Regions from separate parts of the Capsicum annuum genome. Here region 1 is linked to region 2. The links are chromatin contacts, called in public Hi-C maps. All regions are on one chromosome and are shown on one strand. Each heading gives the region's core, a stretch centred on a gene start, on an enhancer-like site or on the middle of the called end of the contact. The rest is flanking DNA. Distances are from core to core; before and after follow the strand shown. Region 1 overlaps LOC107843764 (exosome complex component RRP43-like). Region 2 holds the start of LOC107843763 (tubulin beta-5 chain).

Region 1 (3,780 bases), core at 1,121-3,620, 53 kb after region 2:
TTACCCATTTTTTTGTTGTATCAAACGTTAAATTGAGTTTCATGTAGTCTTATTATTTTGATGGCATAAATGATTCACTAGTGACTTAATTAATAGTGAACTTTGGTATTCCAAATTGAAAAAAAAAAAAGAGGGGTAATTAACAGAAAGTGTTTATTTTAAAGTAATTTTATAAGCTAAAAATAAGAGAAAAGTGTCAAAAAAAAATAGACAAAAAAAGAAGTGTCAATCCTCACTTTTGAGGTATGCCACATCAGCATCCCTCTAATCCTCCTTTATATATATATATATTGATTGATGTGTTATACTTCAGTTATTTTATTAATTCTTAAAGTTATTACAACAATTGAAATGTGAAGCGGGCATTATTACATAATACTTTTTCTTACGCAATTTTTTTCAGTTTAGGCTCTATAATTAATCATAAGCTTTTCTTGATTGTAAGTTTTTTCAGATGAAAAGGGATTAAATGAGATATTTAATATTCATTTGTTGAACAAATTTTATGTTAAAAGAGATTTTCTAAATAGTAGGGAGCTATTCTTATTTCAATAGATTATATAAGCTTATGTGAGTTCTAATGTTATCTTGAAACGTCATCTAAAGAAATTATATTTTATTAAAATTAATTTTTATCAAACTCACTATTATTGTTTGAAAATTTAATATCCTATTATTTTAAAATTTAGTGACGTATTGTTTTTTACTGCAGTTAACTAGTTGTTATAATAAGGCCTAAAAATTACTACGGTTGATCTTGTATTAATATCATAGGGCATATAGAATGGTCCACATATACCAATGTACTACTATTTATGTACAGTGTACAAATAACCCCTGTTGCCAAAAAAGAAATAATCCAAAAACATACTACTGTTGGGTTATGCTTTTTGTTTTTTGACGTGGATATCCATCTAATTTTACTCTAGAAAAAAACTTAAATATGTGGAACAAGTGAGTTCTATTTTCCACAAGTGTAAAGAAGAACAACTGGTGCAGTAGTAGAAAAGAAAAGGAAAAAAAGAGACAAGAGGAAGCTGTAAAAAAAAAAAATGTGACAGTTTATGTGCATTCTGCAATGTTCATGCCATTTTAACTACTTTATGAAATATTGATAGTTGAAATCCCAAGTATAAGTTGGACAATAATTTTCGTATGAACCAATGTATTCAAGTATATAGGGTAACCACTAATATATAAATTTAACTTTTAAATAAATTCATTAATTAAACTAATTGATGTATAGGGATTGTAGCACAAAGGAATAATAAGGTTTATGTTGGTGGATTAAGAATTTGAAGAATTAATGAGCATGTGATGTATTTAAGGAGTAAGTAATTTAATACGGAGTAGATAAAAAATGCAACCGGTCGTTAGCCTATGCAAAAACTCAAAACAAAAAGCACTTTTACATCAGTTGTCTGCATGTATTTAGCACCAAACTTTTACATCTATTATCTCCCTATCTCTATTTGGCACAAAAGAAAAAAAAGTGTATCTCTTTCAACCTCACAGAAAAGTTTTTTTTTATATAAAAAAAGATAACTAGGAAAGGAAAGAATTTTGAGACTTTGATGGCTTTTGTTTTATTTTTGGATAAAAGAAAAATAAACATTGTGAAAATGTAAGTCACTAAAACCCAAGGACAAATTTATCAGTTTAAGAGGAAAATCAAAATGGAACAAAAATAATTAAAAAAAATTAGAGATTGTGAAGTTGTTTCCAATTTACTTTTATAATAGATTATGGTTATTTATAAGAGAAATAATAAGGCACTTAAATTGATACGTGGGCTAAATATTTTTTTCTTAACAATTTAACCTAAATATTTTTCTTTTTGTCTTATAAAATAATCATACTAATTATTTTCTTTAGAAAAAAAAAACAAAAACAAAGCAAGATAGTAGTAGATGAAAGAAACCTTTAACCGTCTACCAAAAAAAGAAAGAAAGAAAGAAAGAAAGCAAGAAAGGGAAAGATAGAGAAAGAAAATTAAGCAATGTCACTTGGGAAAGATATTTATCTAACCTTTTTATTTTGTTTTTAAATAAATGATACTGTATTTCAGACAATTCAAAAAGATATCAATTATATTCTCTTTTTCAAATAAATCTTTTATTAAAAAAATGAAGAATTTTTACTGTACTAAATAGCTACTATTAAATCTTTATCAGATAATTCTCTTTTTGAAGTGATTATTTTATTAAAGATAATTTAATAGAAAAAACTTTTTATTTTCTAGGAATGAATATTTTATAATGGCCATGTCCCAAATTTAAATAAGCCAGAACATGCTGTTGAATGCTATGGTGGAAGGAAAATCTCCTTTAGTCTATCTCCATATCAGAAATTGCTTCATTCAAGACATTCTGAAGCTCTTTAGCGCGACGCAATCCTGAAAATAGAACAAACATTTCTTGTAAAAAAGCGGTCAAGATATGATCTTTTGAACTAATAGTTACTGGAATATTTTGGGGAAGCGCTGTAGATACTGCACGATCAATAAGGAACTATGGAAAAATGTGTCTCCAATATCATTTGCTAACTTCATGCAGATCAGTTACGTATGTAATCTTTCAAGATGTATAACTATCGGATGCGGGTATCCAATGAGATGTCCAGCGGATTCCTGGGCCTTGACGAATGGCCGGCTACCTTTTACATTAGAAGAGCAAAAGGCCTAGTTAAAGCGTCTCTCAGATCAATTGCTAACTTCATGCAGATCAGTTACATATGTAACGCTATGCAAGTTTGTTAACATGCAACCTCCCCACTTTGCGCTCTTGGTAACTTGTATTACCAACCACGCAACTGGAGGTGGAGGTGTGAGTATCTTTTCTTTGCCTCAAGTCCTACCTCCTATGGTAATGTTTACTATGTTTCTTTCGTTTATACTTTCACTTGTGAAACAAACTGAAACTCTACCTCCTAATGATGTCGCGTTAGTGGGTTTGATCACCTTTTGAAGCACGTTGCCAGAAAACCATTTCAGGCCCATGGTTATGGAGAAAATTATTTTATCAAAGAACTTCCAAATCCATTATTCAGTTAACTTCTACGGTGTAATTCAGATGCAAAACAATATGTGAAACCAAACTCCCATTCCATTACAATCTATTATTGGTGACTGACTACTCATGACAAAAGCACCTAAAATGGGCAAAATCCCTTTTTATCTATCAACTATCAGTCAAAGCGGACAAACTTACTATTCGTCCGGTATACAGAGAGAAGCTAGGAGATAGAGGACAAAGGACATGAATTTGGATACTTTACCCATCCACTCCGTGATTCCCCCATCCGAAACCACAACTCCAAAAGTTTACGAAAGAAAACTATGGAGGAGGGGTGTTGGGAGACAAAGAAAAAGGAATAAATCCTCCCTTATCTATCCCTAAGTTTCTCGGACTCTCCAAAAATGTTGCCGCACCCCTGTTGGATCCTCCAAAATTGCAATACTTCTGAAGGATCCGACACGCACCCTATGCCATTTTTGCAATCTTAACGAGTGACAGCATAGATCTGTCCTACTGTATTCATAATGAGTGACATATCAAAGTAACAATCCATAGCGTTTTCTTGAAACTATCACACAACATAGGAAAACAGCATTATTTCTGCAATTTTAATACAAAGCTGAACAAAAAATTATCTCAATGTTTGTCTCAAATGTGCCTTATAAAGAAAAGAAAAGAAGAAGAAACCTTGCTGCTCATTTAGGTAAGCATTAATATTATGATGCAAACTAACCTGGATACCAGATGTATGGCCAAGAACTGG
Region 2 (3,951 bases), core at 1,046-3,545:
AAAATTAATACTATAATATAAGTTCTTATTAAATATCAACCAACCCCAATCATGTCACACCTCCAAGGGGTCGTTTGGTTTGTCAAATAGCAACTAGATTAATAATTCAAAAATTAATTATGCCTGAACTAATTACATTAACATATTTCTTGTCGAGTGTAATTGTTTATTGTTTCTGCTTCTTTGAGGTAGCGGTATGGTCTGCGTACATCTTACCTTCCCTAGACCTCACTTTGTGGGAATACACTGATTTGTTATTGTTGTTGTATTTGTTTATTGTATTGAGAATAACATAGATTGCATTATCAACAATAATATTGAATAGAGTGTAGAAGTATAAAACAAGTGTATGATGGCATTAATATCAATGATGAAGTCCAAATATGAAGATGTCATGAGCACACAAAGATGTCATAGATATTCAATATCTATCAACGTATAAGACATAATGTTAAATATAAAATAATATAATTTTTCGTTAAAGAAAATTCAAACGAACGTCATTCATCTTACTTGACTTCCGATCTTGATAAATATCATGATTTATTATGTATAAATAATATTGATACTAATTATACTTAGTACAACAAGCCAAACGAATCCTAGTTTTCGCAAAATGAAACTGCCGACTATAGGAGGACATCCAAGTAATTTCACAAACAAAGGACATAATCGTCATTAAAATATCTCCAACTATTATATTTTAATTTTTACCTATAATTCAAATCTCACCATTACAGATCTCATCATAGCCGTAGATTTCTCCATCAAAGGGGTCCACATTATAAATTAGAGCCCTTGATCTTTCCCTCTTACTCATATAAAATTGGATTAAAAAACACACTTAAATTTTTTATTTTTAAGTTTCATATCCAAACCATCAAGAGTGTGAAAAATACATCTAAACTATTACTCATTAGTTTGAAAAACACATCCTACAATAAATAAAAATCAATTAAAAATATTTAAAAAATGAAAAAAATAATGTATTAACAAAAAAAATAAAAATATATCACGTGAATTAATTTTTAATGCTAGACACACTTAAAGAGTTTGTAAGCAAATATTCTATTTTATCGGCTTTTAGGTGTGTTTATCAAATTAATAAGTGCTAATAATTTAAATATATTTTTTAAAGTAAAAGTGATAATTTAGGTATATTTTTCACACTTTTCATTAGTTTTGGTGGGAAACTCAAAAGAGGACGATTAGGTATGTTTTTAATACTTTATGAAATTCTCTTCTTAGCCTTCACTTCTCTCCCCCTCCCCCCTCCCCCGCTATACTTCTACTCTCTTGATCAAGGAATTAGCTTTCATAGACTCCACTTTATAAGATTAAATTAAGCATATTGTTATTGTAAAGGTAAAGTATTGAGAGTTAAACAAAATTATTTCAAGTAAAAATGTATTGTTATTTCGAAACAAAGTACCTAACAAAAATAAATATCATCATATGATCAACGATAATAATAATATATCCAGTAAAATTTTAACAGTGAGTCTTGAAGAAGATAAAGTGTATGCATGTCTTATCATTATCTCAAGAAGGTAGAAAGTCTGTTTTTCAAAAACTTTCGGTTCAAGTGTAGCAAATTCAGATACAAAAAAGAGGAACACAATGAAGATAAATATGATCACACGAAACTGTGCGGAATTTACTATACAAACAGTAATCCGCAGCAAATTTATGCAATGAAAACACAATAAACGACAACAAAGACAAATATCTATGGCTAAACCTTACACTATCATACTACGATTAGTGCACGACAACATTCTTACCCAACTAACCTTCTACTTTAATGCACATCCTCCACATACGTCATACCCTGTTTAATCACCTATCTTTAATGCTTCTTTGGTCTATCTCTACCCTTCTTCGTACCCTCTATATCCAACCTTTGCACCTCCTCACCGGGTGTCTGACCCTCGCCTCATTACATGTCTAAATAATCTCAGTCTCACTTTCCTTATCTTATCCATTACAGAGGTCACTCTCACTTTGTCTCGAATGACCTTATTTCTGATTCAATCATATTTTTAATATACGCACATATCCATCTCAACATTTTCATTTCTGCCATATGTATCTTTGATACATGAAAATTTTTAATTGGCCAACACTTCACCCTATACATTAATATTCGTCGAATCACCACTCTATAAAACTTAATTTTAAATTTTAATGATATCTTTTTATTAATATATTTGTTGTATTCTCATAGAAAATGGAGTATAGAGAGAGGCACATGGTAAGTAAAATAGGTAATCTAGGAGGACATCCAAATAATATCACATAACAAAGGACATAATCGTCACTAAAATATCTCCCAACAATTATATGTTACCTATAATTCAAATCTCACCATATTAGATCTCATCATAACCGTCGATTTCTCCATCAATGGGGTCCACATTACAAATTACAGCCCTTGATCTTTCCCTGTTACTCATATAAAATTCTCTCTTTAGCATTCCCTTCCCTCACCCCCCACACTCTCCATACTACTACTCTCTCGATCGAGTGAGTAGTTCCACTTCACACTTCCGTTTTCTTCCTGATTTTTTAAGGTATATTTTCTGTTTATTGTTTGCAGATCTATGAATTTTGAATTGCATTTGAAATTTTTGATTATTTTAATGATTTATATTGTGATTAGTGATTTTTTTGTCATTTCCATGTCTATCTGATGATTTTATGTTTATTGTTTGCTGATCTGTGATATTTTGAATTGCATTTGTAATTTTTGATACTTTTTGAATTTTTAATGATTTTTGTGAATTTTTTTTAATGATTTATATTGTGATTAGTGCTTTTTTGCCATTTTAAAATGATTTTTTGGTCATTTTCCTTGACTATTTAATGATTTTATGTTTATTGTTTGCTGATCTATGATATTTTGAAATGCAATTGTAGTTTTTGATCATTTTCATTGTGATTAATGATTTTTTGCTATCTTAAAATGTTTTATTTTATTTTTCTAATTTTTAGATCTATAATGTCTTATTGTGATTTTTTGAATTGTATTTGTGGTTTTTGATGATTTTTATTGTGATTAATGATTTTATGCTATCTTAAAATGAATTTGCTGTTGTATATTATGTCCATTTAATGATTTTCTGTTTATTGTTTGCAGATGTATGATTTATTTTAATTGCATTTGTGATTTTTGTTGATTTTTATTGTGATTAATGAATGATTTTGCTATGTTAAAATGATTTTTTTTTCTCATTTTCCTTGTGTACTTTGTGAAAATCCTGCACGTATGATTATATTCTTAGATCTATGATATCTTATTGTGATTTTTTGGATTGCATTTGTAATTCAAAAATCTCCTGCATTCAATTAAAATTTTAGATCTCTAATGTCTTATTGTGATTTATTGACTTGCATGTGTAATTCAAAAAATACTCCGTGTACAATAATAATTAGATCTATAATTTCTTATTCTGATTGATTGAATTGCATTTGTTATTCTGATGATTTTTATTGTGAGAGTTCACTGTTTGTTAGATCAAATTTCGTAGATTTGTTGTATTTTTGCTTAGGATATACCGTAGTTAGTTGATTTATGGAGATCTGTGTAAAGTGTGCGTTGTATAGATATTTGTGTGAATAACGTACTTGATTTTATTGAATGTTGGTTTGGATCAACATTTCGTAGCAATATTGATGCTATTTAAACACACATATTGCCTCAAGCTGGAATAGTTATATAGGGAAGTTTATAATTCAATTGGTGAATGTCATAGCGATCTATTTAATTTTGTGAAAATCAGATATATTTGATTGTGAATCATGAATTTTATAATTTATGTAGTGGTTTTTAATATAAGAGAAGAATAACTTGGAACATCTTGATAATTTCAGGAAAGATGAGAGAAATCCTTCACATCCAAGGTGGACAATGTGGAAACCAGATCGGATCAAAGTTCTGGGAAGTTGTAT

Evidence for each region. A called contact is a pair of places that touch in the nucleus more often than the background predicts.
Region 1: a Hi-C map of leaf shows a contact between it and region 2, with 2.0 times the contacts expected there. The contact joins the enhancer-like site here to the promoter of LOC107843763 in region 2. A contact is called at or near these places in 2 of 5 Hi-C or Micro-C datasets (leaf and placenta).

What each region holds. Positions count from the first base shown.
Region 1 is chr10:216,305,986-216,309,765 of UCD10Xv1.1, forward strand. It overlaps LOC107843764 (exosome complex component RRP43-like), which reads right to left. Exons shown (of 7, transcript XM_047397385.1): 7 at 3,048-3,780. The coding sequence ends at 3,649. Among protein-coding and RNA genes, the nearest start is that of LOC107843764, 5.8 kb to the right of the region's middle. Within about 2 kb of position 2,371, at least 1 of the 5 cell types and tissues checked has an H3K27ac peak or open chromatin away from gene starts, as enhancers often do. A contact at or near this core is called in leaf, where this site is marked.
Region 2 is chr10:216,252,756-216,256,706 of UCD10Xv1.1, forward strand. It overlaps LOC107843763 (tubulin beta-5 chain), which reads left to right and starts at 2,296. Exons shown (of 4, transcript XM_016688154.2): 1 at 2,296-2,573; 2 at 3,874-3,951. The coding sequence starts at 3,879.